Linked DNA regions of Mus musculus: region 1 is linked to region 2. Evidence: chromatin contacts called from public HiChIP or PLAC-seq data. All regions are on one chromosome and are shown on one strand. Each heading gives the region's core, a stretch centred on a gene start, on an enhancer-like site or on the middle of the called end of the contact. The rest is flanking DNA. Distances are from core to core; before and after follow the strand shown.

Region 1 (2,810 bases), core at 48-2,547, 210 kb before region 2:
TGATTGAAATTCTGATACTTTGGGCATTAAATGAATGACTAAGTTGTGTTTCTTCAGTTGACTTTTTAATTAGTCAGACATTTGCTAAGCACATGATTTTGACAGTTGCTGAAAAATTTCATGATCTGAATGAATGCAGACACCATAGAAATCAGCATCTGCTACTGATGCAAACCCGAGTATGCCTGTCATCTGGACCAGACTCCACAGTAAGGGACAGACACCCCAATGGCCATGGCTTACAGACAAGTGTGTGTCTCTCACTTAAGGCCTGGAGGCAGATAGTTCAGGGTTAACTTCCTAAAGTTCTCTGTCACTCCCCAGGTATGGTCCTCAACTTCCTGTGCCCAGAAGCTGACCGGAAGGCTACCTGTCATCTCTGCTGGACTGCAGGATGCAAGGAAGGATGAAAGTGGGGTATGGTAAGATGGAAGAGCAGCCGAATTTCAGGGTTTCCCCGCAAACATTTCCAAAAGAAACTCCTGTTCTCATTCTAATTTTTGGGCAAGACTCATGCCACCCTGACCTGTAACAAAGGCTGGAACACAGAGTCTATTCCAGACAGCCATGTGCCTGCCAAAGATCAGGGTTCTGTTGTTGATATAAAAAGAGAAGAATGAGTTCTAGAGGCTTCCATAGAATGTCCTTGTAGGATAATTTTTATTAATCTTTCATTCTCTGAAGTAGCATTTAAGGAGACCTAAAGCTATTGAGTATATGGGAGGCACAGAGATCAGGGAAATAAGAGAAGGAGGAGTTAACAATGGAGATTCTGGAACGAACACTGCGTTGCTGATTGAAGCAAGTGCTCATGTATTCTCATCCCTGGGATGAGTTATCTAGGAAAATTGTTTATTAATTAAAGAGGATAATGTTGTTGAGTAAAACTGAGCACTGTCTGACCTTAGATCCTGTTGGGGGAAGTGGAGGGAATGATGGCAAAAATATTAAGAAAATAAAACAGAAGGATTATGGAAATATCTGGGACTGGGTAGTCAAGGTATATCAAAGACTAAGCATACTTAGCACAGAAGCATGAAAATGTGGGGAAAGGAAAGCTAAGGTGACGGTAGGGTTTAGAAAACACTCTTACGTCACTTTGATTCTAATTTGTGCAGCTGTGGACAGGTCGATTTAAATAATAGATGATGACGATTGAAGTATATTATCAATAATGAAAGCAGTTCTCTTCAGTCTTAAGAGCAGGCTGCACAGCATTTTGGTCTCAGCTCCACGCACAATGCAGAAAACACAGACAGTTTCGCAGCTGCTAGGATACTCCAGCCCTGTGTCCAGAGAGGGACGCTTTTAGCAGACAGAATCAGTGCAGCTCGCTTGTGGGAAATTTCGATTTCTCTGCAAGTGATTTACATGGGAGCCCCAGCTTGAAGCCATAGCTCATATCTCTGTTGCTCTGGAGATGGCTTCTCTGTTGGAAAGGCAATTACGACCTGCAGGAGAAGCCTGCCTACCATTAGTCTCCAGTTTTGAATGTTGACAGGTGGAGATGGAGGTGGGGGCAGGGGTGATTAATAAAAGGCTTTGTCTTCCTCGTCTCTGGAAAGAGAAGGATTTATGCGTTACAATTTCCTGGTCTCCAAAGATATTTGTGTATTTGGATTTTGTTTTTGTTTTGTTTTGTTTTCTTGAACATTTTAAGCATTTGTTGGCGAGTAGAATACGAATCTTTTGTGCTTAGTGATTTTGGTTTTGTTGCATTCATAGGGACAAAGAAGTGTGTAAGACTGCCTCTTGATTTCCTAAGCCAGGGATTAGATGCCTAGGGAGAGCGTTATAATAATTTCTAGCCCCTGGATCTCTGGATGGCATATTGACCTCTATTGCACAGTTCTTGCCATGCTATGTTTATAGAGGAATAGGCTTAGATCCAACAGTGGCTGGTGAACCTTGGTGCCTGCCACCAGAGAGGACTGGTGGCGATGTCCTTGAGTTGGCATTCCCTTCACCTAATGTAGCACAACCGTAGCTGCAAATCAGATCACTGCTCAGCTAAACAAATGTGTGTTTTTCCAGTGACTTATTCTCTGTAAAGCTTGCCATAGCCCAGGGGCTTGTGTATTCAAATCAGTGGTTGGAGCTGAAACCTGCCAGTGTTTCCCCCTAATTGACTTGGGTGTGGGGACCCTTGATCCCTTCCCTTTCAATCCTCACCTTATAGTCAGGACTAAAAGGCTATAATTATTTGAAGTAGCTGAAATTTGAGTGACCTAGATAATTATCTCAGCAAGATGGGCTTAAAGTTTATTGACACAAATGCCAGTTTCATTAAAGGTTTGGTACAAAAGGCAAGTCCTGGAGACAGCTGGTTGACCGAGGTGCATTGACAATGAACAGCACCGAAGGCATAGGAATCACCAGGGACTTTGAGGTAATTACCGTCATTTCCATAATACAGTTAGCAGAGGATTATGGGAGACCAGAAAAGCCTTTGGAGTTATCATACTTTGCCCAAATGGAGGCTAAGCTGTCTAGAGTAAGACTTCTTCCAGAACCCCCTTCTCAGAGTGAACCCCACAGCACCCTGGCTCAGACTGCAACCAGGCACACAGTCAATCAAAGGGGGGAAAGTTGGCAAGTTAAAACAAATCAAAATTATACTGTCCCCTAAGCTGGAGGTAACCAAAGACAAGACCATGACAATGGTAACATTTGGGTTAGGAAGCCGGGCAAGGTATACACTTGTTTTTCCAGATACTCAGAGAGGCTGAGGCAGGAGGATCATACGTTGGAGGCTAGCCTTAGCAACTTAGGGAGACCCCATCTCAAAAAAAAAAAATTAAGATTAAAAA
Region 2 (2,777 bases), core at 244-2,743:
ATAGGTTTTGTTTGTTCTGTTTCATTTTTAAACAGGGTCTTATGTATCCAGGCTGACCTTGAACTCATCAGCTAAGGATGACCTTGAACTTCTGATCCTCCTTGTCTGCATCGCCTGAGTGCTGGGACTACACTGCCCAGTGCTTCCGGTGCCAACATGGGCGTGAAGTCCACCAGCTAAGCTACAGCCCCTCCAGTTGGTATTTTAAAACTGGTGTATACTCCAGTGTTAAAGGTATATTGACTAGTATATACCAAACTGCTATTTAGTATGTTATATTTAGTATAAATTAAAACTAGTATACACTCCAATATTAGTTATTTTAGATGAAAATAGGCTTTTCCCCCCTATTCCATCTAATTCCATCTATTTTCTCTTCTAAAATGATCCCCAGTCTTCATGATGATGAGGCGCTTGCCCCCCTCTTCTGCCCTAATACAGAAATGTACTCATTAGATTTGTGAGAAATGAATGTTTACGATGGCCTTTAGAAACATTATTAGGAGTTCTTCTAAATATAGACAAAAGCAATAAAAACTCCCAAAGCTACATGTATCTTAAAAGACATCATTGTCACACAAAATAATTTTGCCTGTGTATCCCCCAAGGAACTGAAAAGCACATTATAGTCGCTGTAATCCTGCAGAGACAGTGTCTTCTCTATTCTTTGTTATGCCTGATGCTATCTGTTCAGCATATTAAGAAAAGAAATCTGTATCTAGCATAATATGTCTGCCTCTTCTCATTCATTTCCCATGAGCACCAAAAGCCAGTTCTTTTTTGAGCGTTAGTTAGTCCTTCCAGACTAGACTCCAAAGTCTGAACAAATTAGGCTTAGGTCTTGCAAAGTCTCTTTTAAGCGAAGGTGATAAATATTCCTGTTGTTTAAAAAAAATGGACAAATACGCCTTTCTATATCTACAAGGTCAAAAACTCAGGTTTGTGTTCTTGGGCGGGGTACCCTCAACCCAGCGCCCACTGTGACTGCAGCAATTACTCAAATTCTGACTTCACGTGGATGAGGCACAGGCACAGGCCTGAAGATGCGGAATCTGACTCAGGACATAATCCCGCTCTGAAACAGGAAGTAATCCCCACTCCCCAGGTTGATGGTTTAGGGCAAAGAAAGTGTGTGTATGTAAGGGTGATGGTGCAGAAGGCCCTCGGGTTGCAGCAGAGTTCTTTGGGTCCCCTAGAGCCTGGCTCCTGGCCCTGCCCAGACCATTGTCCACACACCTCGTCCTTCCAGCTTCCGGGCCGCCGGCGAAATGATTTGCTGCAGATGACATCAGCCCTGGGCTAAGGGCTGGAGGAGTGGAGGCAACCACCACGAGGACGTGCCGGGTGGTCCTTTCCTCCTCCTCTTCCTCCCAGGCTCCTAGCCTAGTCTCCATATAAACGGCACCGCCTCCTCGGCCTCTCACTCCCCGCTCCTCTCTTCCGCGCAGGGAGAGGGCGGAGGGGGAGGCGACGCGTGCGCCGGGAGGAGGGGGGACGCAGGGGGCGGAGCGGAGACAGCACCTTCGGAGATAATCCTTTCTCCTGCCGCAGAGCAGAGGAGCGGCGGGAGAGGAACACTTCTCTCAGGCTTGAGCAGAGCCGGCAGGATGGCGACCGTGGTGGTGGAAGCCACCGAACCGGAGCCATCGGGCAGCATCGGCAACCCGGCGGCGTCCACCTCGCCCAGCCTGTCGCACCGCTTCCTAGACAGCAAGTTCTACTTGCTGGTGGTGGTCGGCGAGACCGTAACCGAAGAGCACCTGAGGCGTGCCATCGGCAACATCGAGCTGGGTAAGCGGTCCCGAGGCCCCCCAGGGGCGTGAGTGGGGAGACGCGCCAGCACGACCCCACCCAGGGCGCGACGGCCACCTTGTTCTCCCGCACGCCCCGCACCCACGCCTCTCCGGGCCACCTCCCACACTCCATCTGGACTCTTTTTCTGGGCTAATTTCTAAATTATTTTATTTGAGACCCAGAGAGGGGATCTTTATAATAGCCCTGAGGGATAGGTCACCTGGCTGGGTCCGTGGCCACCGCCGACTTGGCTACCTCCTCTCGTGCTCTTTGAAATGCAGGTGTCAGAGGAGCGGAGGCCATAATAAAACCGCAACCGCAGGCGGAGAAAGGGTGGGGTGAGCCTAGCAAAACCTCTTCTTTCAGCTCAGCTCTCGCCCTAGCCAAAGGCTGGGACCCACCTCCCCTTACCCGAAAACCTGGGGTCAAAACACCATGTGCCAAGGCCCGCATGGAAATCGTCTTTATCACAGTCACCTCGTGCTCCCCGCCCCCGCCAGTCACACACACACACACACACACACACACACACACACACACACCCCTCTGAGAATAGAGAATGCCTTTTCTGACTTAAAACTTCCCGATTCTTTCTTTCCTGGGAATGACTAGGCTAGTCCTTGGGCCACGCCCGTCCCCCCCCCTCCCCCCCAGCCCCCGAGGATACAGGCATGGAACCCGTCTGCGCTCTGTTTCTAGACGAAGCCCAGCCTCGCTCTTGCCCCTGAGGTCCTGGCTGCAGCTTTCAGAAAGGACAATGGGACCCCAGGTTGCGTGGGTGGGCTTCTTTGAAAAGTCTTAGCTTCAGGAGCCATAGCTTGAATGGGAGGAGGAGGTGGCAGGGGAGGGTCAGCTCCTGCGCTGCTGCGCGCACCAGGAACGGGCTCTGCGGTAGCGGAATAGCGGTTCCCGGGGAACCCTGGGCGGGGCTGGGAGGGTCCGGGAGGGCACAGCCTTGGGCGGGCAACCATCGGCCCGCCCTT

Evidence for each region. HiChIP or PLAC-seq counts read pairs in DNA pulled down with a chosen protein or histone mark.
Region 1: a contact with region 2 is called in an H3K4me3 HiChIP or PLAC-seq map of embryonic forebrain, with 2.9 times the contacts expected there. The contact joins the enhancer-like site here to the promoter of Map1b in region 2. A contact is called at or near these places in 14 of 39 promoter capture datasets (the 3T3-L1 cell line, the C10 cell line, cranial neural crest and 9 more), 1 of 484 Hi-C or Micro-C datasets (the N1E-115 cell line), 8 of 115 datasets of contacts at active chromatin or transcription factors (craniofacial prominence, differentiating embryonic stem cells, embryonic basal ganglia and 5 more) and 4 of 9 other capture datasets (adipose tissue, embryonic stem cells, liver and 1 more).

Annotation. Positions count from the first base shown.
Region 1 is chr13:99,723,003-99,725,812 of GRCm38.p6, reverse strand. No RefSeq gene overlaps it. Among named protein-coding and RNA genes, the nearest start is that of Gm24471, 32 kb to the right of the region's middle. Within about 2 kb of position 1,297, at least 12 of the 459 cell types and tissues checked have an H3K27ac peak or open chromatin away from gene starts, as enhancers often do. A contact at or near this core is called in the N1E-115 cell line, embryonic forebrain, hippocampal neurons and 1 more, where this site is marked.
Region 2 is chr13:99,515,318-99,518,094 of GRCm38.p6, reverse strand. It overlaps Map1b (microtubule-associated protein 1B), which reads left to right and starts at 1,493. Exons shown (of 7, transcript NM_008634.2): 1 at 1,493-1,791. The coding sequence starts at 1,608. It overlaps Gm26559 (predicted gene, 26559), which reads right to left and starts at 1,461. Exons shown (of 2, transcript NR_167891.1): 1 at 1,237-1,461.